Regions from separate parts of the Mus musculus genome. Here region 2 is linked to region 1. Evidence: chromatin contacts called from public Hi-C data. All regions are on one chromosome and are shown on one strand. The core of a region is the stretch at or near the end of the contact, and the rest is flanking DNA. Distances in the headings are between cores, read along the strand shown. Region 1 holds the start of Gdap2 (ganglioside-induced differentiation-associated-protein 2). Region 2 holds the start of St7l (suppression of tumorigenicity 7-like).

Region 1 (7,564 bases), core at 851-3,350:
CAGGCAATGAGCTAAGTTAGCAACTTTGTATCCCAGTGATTTCTGATACAGAGCTATAAACTCATCCTTGTTGTAACTCAACCTACAGTACTAACAGTTTCATCCCAAGAAGAAGCTCTGGGTAGCAACAGGCTTCTATATATTTACATCTATAAATCTATATGTAACTCATCTCACCTCCTGGGAGTCACACAGTAAAGAGGGATAATTTATCTCTTTGTGCTTAGCAAGAAAGGAATAGCTTCTGTCACAGTCAAAGCAGAGTGAAGCAACCAATGAATCTCATCAGTTATGGTTAAGAGAAGGACTGCACAACACAGCAGAATGACAGTCCTTTGAAATTCTACTGCTTTACAGCTGGCTGTGAGAACAAGCAGAACATGAAAAGCAGAACCGGTCGACAAAAGTAGAAGTTAATAATGGCTAAGAATAATAACCCATGAAAACGAACACACCCATTTAAGCAAACTCCTGCTTGGCTGTGACTTTCAGAACACAACAGAATCTGGTGCTAGCCGTCTAGAAAAATAAAAGGGAAGTGATCTCTTGGGGGACTCACACACAAATGAGTGCAGGCAGGTCAGTCAAGGCTCTCCCACTTCACCCTTCCAAGAGTCGGTGTCATTTAACGGTGTCCATTTCTTATTTCTGACTTACCTTCTCGCCTTTCCTTAAGTCCCAGATAAAAACGTGTTCACAGGCGGGTACTGCCACATAGCGTCCTTTCTCACCACGGAGTGTCACAAAAACAATGTTACCTTTTTGGCTGCCAATCAAGCCAAAGACAGCACTAGCCACATAGCGCAGATACTGTTTAGTAAGCCCCATGCTGGGCTGTCTGATGACACCGGGAAGGCAATCTGTGTAAATAAACAAAATTCAGTTTTTGCAATACAATGACTCTGCACAGCTAACAAACAGGAACCTTTTTTTTTTACATGATCAAAAGCATGTAACTTGGCACAGATGGTAAAGTACCTGCTGTAGTACCCGCACCCACACATAAGGCCAGGCACAGAAAAATGCAGGTCTATGACCCCAGCACAGGGAAGGCAGAGAGAGAGATTCCTGGGATTCGAAGAGACCCTGTGTGTAGATCAGAGGAAGCCCAGAGTGAATGGGTCCTGCTGACATGAATGTAGCCATGTCAAGGACTTCAATGCCCCAGACCAATAGGAGAGGCATCATGGTCCTTTGGTTCAAGTGGGATGTTTACAGTGTTCCAGAAAATGTTCACCATAGCCTTCTTCCCTCCCACCACACCACCATGTGTACTGACTGAAGACTGCTCCCCACAGACTGTCCCTATTGCAATTAGATATTATCTCTATACAATCACCCTGTCTCCTTGTTCAGTTGTAAGCAATAATCCCCTCTTCATTTTCAACTGTATATAATAAGCTCGCAGAGCTTATGGGGCTGCTGCAGTTCCTCTATCCAAAAGCTCAGACCAACCGATCTCAGCTTTTATGCATGTGTGTTCATGTGTCTGCCTTTTCTACCCAGTTTTCTCTTCCCTGCACTTTCATCTCCAGTTTGTCTTCAACGAGCTGCTGCACTGGTTTTCTATCTAGCACTTCCACGTCCACGATTTTCGCTTCAAGTCATAGTAACACGCTTGTTTATCGTTTTCACATGCACTGTACCTACCCGAGGGCTTTAAAGCTTATTTCTCAAATAACTTCGCTTGTTTTCCTTCCTGCGACCTGGTCACTCTCAAACTATCCCCCGCACCTAAGTTTCTATTGCACATCATCCCCGAAATAATCCAAGGAAATCGGGCAGTTCCAGCAGCCTCGCACTCCGGCCCGGGGGCAGCGCGCGGCCTCTGGGTTCTGCGATGCAGACGGCCGCGGCAAAGGGCTTCTCCCCGGCCTCCCTAGTGCCCTTAGCGCGGAGTCCCTCGCCGCGTCGGCTCACCGTGAACACCACTGTGCGGGGAACCGCGCCCCGCGATCCCTAAAGAGCCAGCAACACTCACCTCACTCTCCACGAGGCTCCAGCAGACAGCGCTGCCTACGAGACCCGCCACTTCCGGTCCGATTGGAAGTTTCTTCCGCCCGGCGTTTCCCTTACCTTCTAGGCGGAAGTGACGGCAGAGCGCTGTGATTGGGTGGCGTGGCGGAGAGGAAGCGGGTACCTTCGCTGTCAGATCGCTGTCGCCAGTCACCCTGGCCTCTGGAGACCGGTTCGCTTCAGCCTCCGCCTCTGGCAAGCAAAGTGTACGGATGTCATCCGCCTGAATTCTGCCACGGATCTGAGTGAGCTGCGGGCCGCCGCCCGGATGGGCCCGCCCGAGCGCTGTGAGAGAAGGGCGAAGCCGGGAAGGGAGGGCGACACAGTCGGGTGCGGCGGCTGGGAGGGATTGGGCTGGCGGGTCCTCCCGGGCTTTGGGCTTCGCACTCAGGGTAGGTTGGGTCGCCAAGCTCTGGGGACGCAGGTCCCCGGGATTTGCTGGGACGCGGTGCTGCGAGCAGCCCTGCGGGTGGCGGCTCTAGCAGAGTCCAGCCCGTCCTATAAATCGGGTTCCCTGTGGTCAGACGCTGAGCCCAGGATGCTGAGTTGTAAAAAGACCCCGCAGTCCCTGGAGTGACATTGACCTGGCTTTGTGTTTCCGCTTTCAGGTCACTTGAGAGGGAAGTGACCCTGGGCTTACTGGTCCTTAATTGTAGACTGAGACTGAGCCACTCTGTTAACGAGGAAATTAGCTTTTCTTCTCTTGCCCCCTTTTATCCTTGGGCTGGTCTAGAAGTTTTAGAAACGAGGTCTGATGTCTGTAGCTGTCTATATAACTGTACGTATAACTATACAAAAGAATTGATCCCTGCCATGGTTTACTGAACCTCTGTAGCCAACCTAGAAATTAGACATGTAGACAATTGTAGCTGACAGGTAGACTTGTCTTCCTTATTTTTTTTTTTTTTTTTTTTTTTTTTTTTGAGACAGGGTTTCTCTGTGTAGCTCTGGCTGTCCTGGAACTCACTTTGTAGACCAGGCTGGCCTCGAACTCAGAAATCCGCCTGCCTCTGCCTCCCAAGTGCTGGGATTAAAGGCGTGCGCCACCACGCCCGGCCTTTCCTTTTTAATTTTAGCTACTATTTACTGGGTAAGATTTTCTTAGTGATTTAAAACATGTCCAGCTCATCCTCTGTGTTTAAGAAAATTGTTTTGAAAGAAGAATCATTTGTAGTGGGTTGGATGAAAAGAAGGCAAGAAATCGTGATGATAAATTTATTCCAGGCTGGGGAGGAACATTTGGATAGATGTGTATGGACCCTACCTCCTGTAGATGCTGTGCATTTCCTTGTTAGAGATGGGAGATGTGTGCTTTGGTGGGGAAACAGTTTAGAAGATTTCAGGCCTGCCCAACCTTTAGACATTGCCAATTGATGTTGTCATCTTTGGTCGTGGGATCAAAGCCAGGTTTTGTCCACAACTTTAATACCAGCACTGGAAAGCCAGCCTGGTATGATATAGAGTGCTGCATCTAGCATCCCTATCACCACCCCTCCTTAGACAGAGTCTCACAAAGGCCCTGTTCTGGAGCTCTCTGAAGACCATGTTGTCCTTGAGCTCACAAAGATCCACCTGCCTCTGCCTACAGCATGCAGGAATTAAAGGCGTGTACTGGCCCGCCAGGCTAAACTAGCACACCTTAATCTTACATATTTTCTTATCCAGTACTTTAAGATACATTTTCTTATCTAGTACTTGAAGAACAACATTATTATTTTAAGTTTCAAATTGCACTCTGTATGAAGACTTGCAACTGAAGCATGCTCTGGTGTGTTTAATATGTAGGTGACACTGCTAATTCACCGGAAAACATGTGTTTTGTATGTTTTTTTGAATGATGATTTACAGTTTACCTGGGACCATTGATGAAGGTTAGAGGTCTGTTTTATTATAATGTATTTATTTGCTGATATAGGTGAGCACGGACATGTTTTCATCTGAGCAGCTTCCATTTGCATAAAGTAACTCTTGTAAATATAATTGATTTGGCATCAGGATGAATATGGTGGGTGCTTTCACCCTTATATATCCTGGGCATTTAAATATTGAAATACAGAGCCATAAAGAATAATAAACCTGTTATTTGCCAAAAGCAACAAACAAGCTGCTTAATTATTAGAGGTCAGATTCATGGTCCAACTCTATGTGTTTCCCAGACTTAGCTCACCTGTGTAAACATTTGACAGTCATCTTCTCCTCTTAGTTGGTTCTCACTCTCCCCCCCCCCCGCCCTTTTTTTAAGTGGCACCATTCATTTTGTTTTATTTTGTTGAGATAAGATAATTCTGGCTGTCCTAGAACTAGGACAGCTGGGCCTCAAATTCACTGAGCTCAACCTGCCTTAGCCTCCCAGAGCTGGAATTTAAGGCCTGTGCCACCACACCCAACTTGATACCATTCTTTTTTACCTGTTTGGAAACTCAGGTTTTGAGACAGTGATCCCAAGTGCTCTGCCTGATGCTGCCGGACCTGGAGGAGTAAAAATCTGGTCTCTGCAGGCAATTCAATTTTTCAAATAACTCACAATTTGTATGTTTTTAAAAGCTAATGGTGGCAGGATGCAGGGGGAAATAAGCTACAAAGAACTCTTTGAATCATAAAGAATAGTAGCTTCTCTTTGTTTGGGGGGGGGGGTCCTTTCTCTTAAACTAACATAGAAAATATTTAGCCTAATTCATAGATCTGATTTAGTCTGGAAACCAACAACTTTTTGATACAAAACTGTGCCTCAGGAGACTGTGAGTTTTACTAAACTATAGTGCTTGTTTGCAAGCTTGTTCAAAGTTCAACACTGGTCAATTGATTTCCAGTGGGAAGGGCTTTTTGGTTTCATGTTGCTTAATTTCTGGCTAAGGTTATAAATCACTGTAGTCATGTCTGCTCCCCTTCCCCCCCACACACACAGTTCCCATCATGCCCACCACCCTGCTTGTTTTCAGTCTATCCCTAGAATTCTTAATCTAAGTCTGGAAATCCTTTCAGATATATGCATCATCTCTTACAGGCTATATTTCTTACCACACATTCTGTGGAGTGAGACAGTGTTTAGGTTTCTGCCACCTTTGGGTTCGCTGCTCCGCTTTTGCACAAGCATGGCCATGAGTTTATGTTGGGAGCAGGCAGGAGTTAAATCTCTTTTTAATGAGAAAAATCAGTTTCTCTTTGGAGGTGCGGATGGAGCTGCCAAAGAATTCAACCTTGATTAACTTTCAGGAAGCTTTCCAGGAAAGGCCTTACCTTTTGCCCCACAGTCAGCTTTGAGCATTAGTTATCGTTCATTTAGCACTCACACTGACGTCTTCAGTAGCTGGAGAGAGGCAACGAGCTGTACTGACTGGAGATGATTGGGTGTATAGGAGACCTACTGAAGTCCATACACATCAAGGACAGTAATGGGACTTCTCGGAGAAAGTGATCAACTTAGGTTTCTGTTGACCTTGAAATCAGAGCTGTGATCGTCGTTGAGGGGGGAAAGTTTTAAGAGGATACAGCTCTGCAACAAACACTCAAAGTGAGGTGGAGCCTAGAGTAGCGTTACACTCAGGTGGGAGGAGGACTGAGCTCCCAGGTAAGAAGCTAGATGCTTTGCCGTGCACCTGTGATCTCAGCTTTGGAAGGAGGACACAAGAGATGGAATCTTTGAGGGTTTTGGTGGAATCACCGAGCTCCAGGCTCAGTGAGAGACTGTCTCAATAGGTTGAACAAGCAATTAAGGAAGATACCTGCTGTTGACTTTAACCTCCATTCACATGCTTACACACACCCATGCAAGCACATACCGCACCCTCTCACACAAAGTGACATGGTGAGCCAGGCCCATGGCACTAGCCTGATGTTCCGAGGTTCCAGCTGCTCGGGAGGCTGAGGCAGGAGAATCTGGTTTCAAGGCCTATGTGAGTTAGAGTGAACAAGGTAAGGCGGGGCAATTTAGGGCTGGAGATATAGCACATGATAATGTTTGCCCAGCATGCCTGAGGCCCAGATTCAACCCCAGTACAAAACAAACAAACACAAAACAACAACAACAACAAACTGGGGAGATGTTTCTATGGTCTGAAGAAGAAATGAGGGAGGAAAGATTTTCCAAAAATGTTCAGGGAGAATTGATGTTATTCTTGTGACGGGCAGCTAGCAAAGTGCTTGAGTTAAGACCTTTTGGCTGGCTTAAGCATGCAGAATATACCCCGAGATAACTCAGAAGTTGGAAAAGAGTATTCTATAAAGATGGATTTGGAACTAGAGAGAAGTTAGTGGTTTGAGCAGTAATATTGATGGTGGGTCCAGCTAACGTAGGAACACGCACACTCATTTTGGCACAAAATGGCTGCTTGTGTGATTTCCTTCCCCTAGTGACACAGGAGCAGATGTTGGGTTATTTAGGGATTAACCAGACATGACAAGGGAAGTCATGACATCAAGATCTGTAGGACTGTAACTTAGTTGAGCACTCAGCATTCAGCACTCAGCATTCAGCACTCAGCATTCAGCACTCAGCACTCAGCATTCAGCACTCAGCATTCAGCTTGCATGGTGATTTGACAGCGAGTGTGGAGCCTTTGCTGCACATGGAAATAGAACTTCATCTCAGCCGTGGTCACACTGGCCCTGAGGAAATCTCAAAAGGTAATTCATTGTGCCTTGCTTTACGGCAGGTGCTCTGCTGTGTAGTTTTGGCACAGATTATTGCATTCATCTTCATGATAAGCCTGTGAGTTAATTACCTCTGCTTTAGCTATAAATACTAGCTTTGCCTCAAGGATCACAGCTCGAAGATGTTGACTCAGGGATCCGCACTTGGACCTGGACACAGAGTCTCATGACTTGCATTATGCCACACTCCACTTTTTCACTGTGTGTAGACATAGGTTCAAAGTTATGCACACAATGTGATTTTACCTCTGTCACAGAGAAAAGAAGAACTACAGCAAGGTGGAGATTCTTTTTGTCTTGACCATTTAACTTTTTGTTGATCTTTCACATATTCCAGAGGCAGGTGTTAGTGTCAGGAATAGAATTTAGCTTAAAGAAGCAATTATTCATTTATTTACTGCCATCAGGTGATATGGTGAGCCAGGCCCCGGACACTAACCTGATGTTCCAGGCACTCAGGAGGCTGCGGCAGGAGAATCTGATTTCAAGGCCTAAATGAGTTAGAATGAGCAGAGTAAGGGCTGGCAACTTAGTTCAGTTTTGCCTGGAGCAAATCTGAGTATTTTTACACATGTGGCTTGTGTTTGTCTCCAGGTTCAAAGGGACTGAACTAAGTACAACATCTAGAAAACTAATCTTAAAGCAGGATTATTTAGTATAAACATAAGCACTAATACAAATTATCTTAGCATACTCTATAAGATCTTTTTTTTAGCTGCTAGCTGAATGACCATACTTCCCATCTAACAGTAGGTTTGCATATTCTGATAGATCTGTGCTTCCAGTTAGTATCTGGTCTCTCTCCGAGAAACGTGGATAAATTAGTTTGGGAAGGGCAAGTTTGTTCTCCCTGAGTATGACAACAAACATTAGCCTCAGGTCAAAAAGCTTTTTAAAA
Region 2 (7,487 bases), core at 3,748-6,247, 4.7 Mb after region 1:
AACTGTTGCTATTATTAAGGTAGGTAGGGAGTGTGGATGTGTGGATGCCAGAGGACAGCTCTGTGAGGTCATTTCTCTCCCTTCACATTTATCTGTGATCCCGACAGTGAATGCAGGCACCAGGTTTGTCCAGCAAGTATCTTTACTCGATAAGCATCTCTCACTGCCCCATTTATATTTTTTACATCTCTACTACATAGTTTGATAAACTTGTTTCTAGAAGGAGGAGGAGGAAGAGGAGGAGGCGGTGGCTGCAGCAGCAGTTTTTACAATTTACATTTGTAATTCCAGCATTCAGGAGGCTGAGACAGAATGTCAGTTCAAGGGCAGCCTTGGCTACATAACCAATTCTAGGCTAGCTTGAGCTACATACTACGTTCTTGCTTTAAAAACAGAACAAAGCAATTAAACAAAAAAGCTTTTTTAAAAAAGAAGTCCTTAAGCCAGGTGTGATGTGTGACAGCCACATGCTTATAATCCCAGCACCCATGAAGCTGAAACAGGAGTCCCCAGAGACTGAGGGGAGACTGTGAGCTACAGAATGGGACTGTTTCAAGACCCAAATATCCAATGGAACAAACAAAACAAAAACCAAACAAACTCTTACAAATGAGACCTCTGTCTAAATTAAAATCATACAGATCCACTTCTCAGTATTTTTAAAGTTATATGCACATATTTATTTATTAGGTTAAAAAGGAAAAACCATGCTAATCAGTTTTGTTCAATCCTAGAATTCTTTTCACATTGTTGGAAACAAACAAATAAAACATTAAAAAAAAAACAACCAACAAATTGCCGGGCATGGTGGCACACGCCTTTAATCCCAGTACTTGGGAGGCAGAGGCAGGTGGATTTCTGAGTTCAAAGCCAGCCTGGTCTACAGAGTGAGTTCCAGGACAGCCAGGGCTACACAGAGAAACCCTGTCTTGAAAATCCAAAACAACAGTAACAACAACAAGTCAATGCTGAATCATGAAATAAAGAAAACAGGAGAGGCAGAGAACCCAAATGCATCACTCATCTCATACCTCAAACTTCCTAATTAAGCTATCTTGGTCTTGGTAAGCATTTGGAACTAAGTTAACTGAAAAGCACAGGTACCTGGAATAGTTTCCAGAAACTCATTTAAGGGATAAGACTAGAAGCACTTATCCGCCTGTTACTAACCTTCTCACTTCCTGCTTTGTTTAGGACAGCTCATTCTGACCATTTCAGGTAACGATGAAGAAAGGGGGGGATGGGGACAGAAAAACCAAAAAAACCAAAAAACCTTCCTCTTTAAAAGTGATAAAACCTTTACCAGCTGGTTATAAAAATGATTTACTTGCCTTTATAGAAATGCTTGAGAGAAATCAACAGCCTCAAATGGCAAAGTTATGTCAGGGCTTACGGCTTTCACAAAACATACAAAGATAAGATTATTAAATTATTCCTTTTGGGACCACACCATGCATACTTTAAAAAATAAAACAATAACAACAAAACATACCTATCCCAAACTAAACACATTTGAAGTCTTTAGCAACAAAGAAAATGAAAATTCTGGATTTCTTTCCAAGAATTCAAAGTAGAAACTAATGCTCAAATAAGACCTGCAGACCTGCAGACTGGTCCACATGACTTTGCAGATACTGGTGAGTGCTCGCTCTACCACTGACTGACCTACATAGCCAGTCCATCTCCCACCTCCCTTCCAGTTTTTGAGACAGACTCTCCAAGTTTTCCAGGCTGTACTTCAATTTGCTCTGTAGCCTGGACAGACCTTACATTTTTCTATGCTCTTGCCTCAGCTTCCTAAGCAATTAGGATGATAGGCCTTGGTCACCAGGCCAGGAAAGATTTTTAAGATTAGTTTGTACTGCTTGGATAGTGGCTCACGACTATAAGCCTGACACCAATGACCTCAAGACAGAAGAGTCACTGGGAGTTATGTCTGGGCTCCATAGTGAGTTCCAGATCAGCTTGAGCTACAGGATTTGGACTGTCTCAATAAATCAAAATAAGTAAACCTCATCAGGGGTTACTTGCTTATGAATCCCAAGACATTCAAATCAGTAAAATCTCTTCTCAAAACGCACACACACACACCCCAAAACTTTTTTTTTTTGAGAAAGTATTTCATTCATGTAGCCAAGGATGGGCATGAATTCCTAATCCTCTTTGCCTTTATCTCCCAAGAGCTGAAATTATTATAGACAGGTATCACCAGGACCAGCCTTTTCCCCTAGCTTTTTAATCTGTTAAAATCAATCTAAAGATTAGAAGGGAAAGCAGGCAAAGTAGGAAAGAAGCTCAAAAATCAAGAAGTCTTACAAAGTCCTTTCTTTTCCTTCTTTTTGAGACAAGGTTTCTCTGTATAGCCCTGGCTGTCCTGGAACTCAATTTGTAGACCAGGCTGGCCTCAGACTCACAGAAATCCACCTGCTTTTGCCTCCCAAGTGCTGGAATTAAAGATGTTGTACCAGCACCACCACCGCCCAGCAACCCTTTCTTTCTACTCATAGATTTAAAGAGATATGAATGTGCCTGTCAGCTCTGAGGAAAGGAATCTAATAAAACTACAGGAATCTCAAGTTACTAGGGTCTCTCTATGTAGTCCTGGAACTCACTATGTTGACAAGGCTAGCCTTGAACTCAAGAGATCTACCTGCTTCTGCCTCCTGAGTGTTTAGATTAAAGGCATACACCACCATGCCTGGCTCAAATCATAAGGATTTTTACTGTATCATTATACCACATTATCTACACCAATAAAGATAATGTAGTCAATTAAAAACAACAAAGAAAAAAACCTCTATTAAACCCAGAATCGTGGGAGACGGAGGCAGGAGGACAAATTGGAGATCAGTCCAGTCTACAGAGCAGGTTCCAGACCAGCTAGAACTACATAGCAAGAATTTGTCCCAAAAATACAAAACAAAAACTAAAAGCTCTTTACTAAAGTAGGAATAGAATTTATTACAAGTTCCGGGGTAGATTTACTAGTTATGACTGGCTTGTTCTACTATTACTAAAACTAAGCAATAAAGTTAAGTGTGATGGTATGCACCGATAACTGCAGTATTTGAGAGACAGAGACAAGCAGATTAGGGGTTGGGGTCACTCTTGGCTGTATAATGAGATGTTTATATGAGCCAAACCCGACCCAGTCTTAAGAAAAGGAATAAAAACATTCACTCTAGCCGGGCGTGGTGACGCATGCCTTTAATCCCAGGACTTGGGAGGCAGAGGCAGGCGGATTTCTGAGTTCGAGGCCAGCCTGGTCTACAGAGTGAGTTCCAGGACAGTCAGGACTATACAGAGAAACCCTGTCTCGAAAACAAACAAACAAACAAACAAAAACAAAAAAAGAAAGAAAAAAGAGAATCAACACTAAAGTGTTATTTGGTGGCTTTTTAGTTTTTGTCCTACTAATGCTTAAGTTCAAACACAGGATGTTGCACATGCTAAGACTCTACTAACAAACTGCCACCCTGGATCCTGGTAAGTGGTTTATAAAGGTGGTAAGCACCCTTTTCAGCATTTAAAGACAGTGGCTCATTCATACACAGGTGTATGTTAAATTATTCTTTTTGAAGAAGTGATTAAAAATAGTCTGTTCCCCTGTCAACAATCTCCAATTTCTTTTTCGAAGAACCCAGGCAGATTTTATAGAACATTGGAGAGCACATACTTTGTAACAGTCACTGCAGGAAACAAAAGACATATTCTTGTCCCTAAGTTAGCTAATGAGACCATTCTAACTTGTAGCAGCCCTAAGAGTCTGTGTTTATGGAAGAACTAAGTACTTTCCTTTTTGGACAGTTTAGCAAATGTACGTTGTCAGAAAAAGTTATACTATCAAATTTGGAATACACCCTGGTATTTAAAACACTTTTAAAGATCTATGTACACAAACGACACTCTTGACATACCCAGCTATAAAGCACCATAGTAGGTCATCAAAAAAGGTTGGGTGTTTCATCCAAACCGAATGTGTTAAATGTGAGGTTTATTTACGACCCATTTAACCTTTCTGGAGTTGAAAAAAAAGTCGTCTGGCTATTTCTCACTGCTTAACAGGAAGTTAAAAAAACAAAACAAAACAAAAGACTTTGAAAAAAATTATAGTTAAGATTAAGACAGAAGGGACGGAGTCACCTTGGGGCTAAACGTTCACACAAGAGAGCATAGGCAGGAATAAAGGTGCTGGTCAAATTCTTAAGCAAATCCCTTGAGGTTTACTGATTTATTTTTATCCAATTAGTTTAATCGTCAGTAGTAGAGAAAAGATGAGAGAGGGTGTGTATTTCGGTGGACAGACACCACCAGAGGACCTCTCCCTCCCTGACAAGGAGTCCTGACAGCAAAATCACTTCCTGAGGAAGGAGGAGCAAAAGGGAAGTTAAGGAGGCCACTCTGATCAGGAAGTGACTCGTTCTAAACTAACCCCAATCATACCTATAAATGGGGGGATGGGGTGAGCCCCAACTGCCAAAAGCGGTAAAATAACTGCTGCCTGACACGTCCCGACATCACCTTCACCTCCTCTCTTATAATTACAGAAAAGAGTCTAGAGTTAAAAGTCAATCAGGCAAAGTGTCTCCTCTTGAAAGAAGGTTGTGCTCTGTCCAGGATGAAAAGAGTTGAGGACTGGGGGACTGGGGCCACCGTGAGGCAGACGAAAGCTCCTTTAAGGAAGGAAGCGTCCCGGGGCCAGAGGGACTATGCCAGCACCGGGAAACAACCTTCTTCTTCCTGGGGGCACCGCCAGGTTTCTCACTGCTGCCGGCTCGGACCCCTGGGCCCCGTCGAGGAAGGAAGTAAAAGAGAGAGGCGGACCCCTTACCTTCTCTTCATCCGACACCCGATCCTCAAAGTCGGCCATCTTGGCTGCTCTGGCCCAGCCCGGCGGGCCGGCGCGAGGCAGGCCGGGAAGGAAGCTGAGTGGCGGAATCACCGAGGGGCCGTCGGAAGGAGCCGCCCGGAAGCTCAGGCCAAGAGGGCGCCATGTCAGTTCCGCGCGGGTGTGACAGCCTGGAGTCGGCGCTCTAGGAAGTCGGCTTGCCCCTCGGGGCTTTGCAGCCTTAACATCTTTCTCCCTGAGTTCCGGTCACTTTCCCATTCGTCCTGGAGTGCTTGGTGGCGGGCCTCGACTCTTGCGTGGCGTCTGGGCTCCCTCTGGTCATGGAGCAGTTGCTACACCTCTAAGTTTTTCTGATCCGGTTGGTCTCCTGGGCCGCCGAGTCCAGGGCACTAAGAGCTGCTCGGCTCTTTGAGACATCAGTACTTTTCCGACCCCGGCACAGGGCGACAGGTTACCCTCAACCACGTATGGAAGAAAAACCACTTCCCTCCGGCGCCACACTGAGTCCGTTTCCAGAAGAATAAGCGCCACCATCAGATGCTTCCCCGCCCTCCTAGAGGACTAGGTAGCCCCTCAGTCGGCCACCGCGCTCCGCCACCTTCCAGATCTCCAGCCAGTTCCCCAGGACTCAGCCTAGACAGAGGCCAGCTTCAAGTCCGCCACTATCCCAGGATTCCCGACTCCGGGTTTCCGGCCCTTCTCCCCTCCCAGGTCCCGGCGCCTGCCGGAGCCGCAAGATGGCGGACGGAGACTACTTCGCGGAAGCCGCGCGGGCCGTGGGGTGTCCCCATGCACCTGTTCCTGGCTTGGGCCTGGGCCCGCCGCTGGGCTGGAAAGAGCGGCTGAAGGCCGGGTTGGCGAACTCTGGGTCCACGCTGTGGTTCCTGGCGGGGCTGGGGCTGCTTTACGCTCTGAGGGTCCCGCTGAGGCTGTGTGACAACGTGACAGCGGGTGAGAGGCCCAAACCTCCCGGACAGTCGGGGACAAGTGCCAAAGATCAGAGATTCTCGGGGAGACATGGAGGGCTTTGCAGAAGGAAATTGGTGTTGCATGCTCCAGTGGGTTTATTTTTGTCGCTTGGGCCACCTCCACCCGGCAGCTGATTGTTAGAACCGTGCTGCAGTTTCCCGGCCCCTCCCTAGATCGCTGAAGGTTCGCCCTCTCTATTCTGTCTACGCTACCACAGGAAAAGCTACCTGACACGCTGCAAGCTCCAGGTAGTAGGACAGAAGAGAGCATTCCCAGATGTGTACACACAGTTTATAGACATTCCTATCGTTTGCAGGGCCCCTTGAAAAGTCGTACCTCAGAGTTTCCCAGCTGCCTAACTTAAAAGAACTCACACCCAGAAAAGCAAGATAAGCACATCTGTCATACACGATAGAAAATGCTATGATTTTAGTGGACCATACTTTTATTGTAAGACAGTTCGGTTAAGAGACGTTTTTCGTAATATTTTTATTGTGAGTAATAAGATAGTCTAGGAAAGGGAGAGGAGAGAGAAGTGCAGACAACGGTGGGTTTGTTTAATATTTTCCTTCGGCAGTTGTACAATGTTTGTCATGTAGCCTGGGCCAAAGATAAAAACTTGTAAGCAGTGTTGACCTGTGCGGATTCTGCAAATACTATTCCCTGGCCGTAGGTAGGATGAAAAGATGGACTCCTGGATCTTTTGTGGCGTTATTGCAGTATTTTTTGCTGCAGCCTCAGAAGAAGATGGAAATATTTCCTTCTTTTTGGTTTTTCGAGACAGGGTTTCTCTGTGTAGCCCTGGCTGTCCTGGAACTCTGTAGACCAGGCTGGCCTCGAACTCAGAAATCCGCCTGCGTCTGCCTCCCAAGTGCTGGGATTAAAGGCTGTGTGCCACCACTGCCTGGTGAAATATTTCTGTTAGATGGTGACACTGTTAATTTTTCTGTCCTTTGAGAAGGCAGTGGTCTCCCTTTTCTGTCTCATGAGATGACATGAAAGACCATAGGATAATGTTCTAAAATGCTTTTTGTATTTTAGAGTATTGGTACCACATACTGTCTAATTTGTCTGTAATAGGTTGGTGAAGTGTTTAATGGTAATTTGTGTGCTCATTAAAGTGCTATTCATCGAGTTTGTCATTTATTTTTCTACTTCTTCTTGTTGCTTTGAGGCCAGGATGTTGCCAAGACATCCTGATCCCTTGAGCCACTTCTTAAGTGGTGGATTTAGAGGCATATACTAGCTAGCCTGGCTTTAAACCAGGAATGCTGACACATGCTTGTGATCCCAGTACTTGGGCTACTGAAAGTACAGTACAGATATATCAGTTGTTAAAGGCCAGCCTCAGCTACATAGTAAGTTTGAGACCAGTCTGGACTATCTTAGACCATGTTGTGAAAGTGCATTTAGCTTTTTATTCTTATATATTTGCTGAAGTTCTAGTCTAACTTACTTTTACAGCTTGTATTTTAGATTTTCAGAAAAGCAGGCTAAATTATCTCACTGTGACTTGATTTTCTTTTTTCTTTCTTTGACCCTAGATATTGACCCTAGGGCCCTGTACACACTCATTTTGATTTACTTCTTTTTTTTTTTTTTCTTTTTCTTTTTTTTTTTTTTAAAGATTTATTTATTTATTATATGTAAGTACACTGTAGCTGTCTTC

The links. A called contact is a pair of places that touch in the nucleus more often than the background predicts.
Region 2: a contact with region 1 is called in a Hi-C map of liver, with 7 times the contacts expected there. The contact joins the promoter of St7l here to the promoter of Gdap2 in region 1. A contact is called at or near these places in 1 of 39 promoter capture datasets (liver) and 2 of 484 Hi-C or Micro-C datasets (CD8 T cells and liver).

What each region holds. Positions count from the first base shown.
Region 1 is chr3:100,160,363-100,167,926 of GRCm38.p6, forward strand. It overlaps Gdap2 (ganglioside-induced differentiation-associated-protein 2), which reads left to right and starts at 2,101. Exons shown (of 14, transcript NM_010269.3): 1 at 2,101-2,303. It overlaps Wdr3 (WD repeat domain 3), which reads right to left and starts at 2,045. Exons shown (of 27, transcript NM_175552.5): 1 at 1,982-2,045; 2 at 658-860. The coding sequence starts at 828.
Region 2 is chr3:104,859,509-104,866,995 of GRCm38.p6, forward strand. St7l (suppression of tumorigenicity 7-like) reads left to right here and starts at 4,998. Exons shown (of 14, transcript NM_153091.3): 1 at 4,998-5,800. The coding sequence starts at 5,587. Capza1 (capping protein (actin filament) muscle Z-line, alpha 1) reads right to left here and starts at 4,997. Exons shown (of 10, transcript NM_009797.3): 1 at 4,832-4,997. The coding sequence starts at 4,870.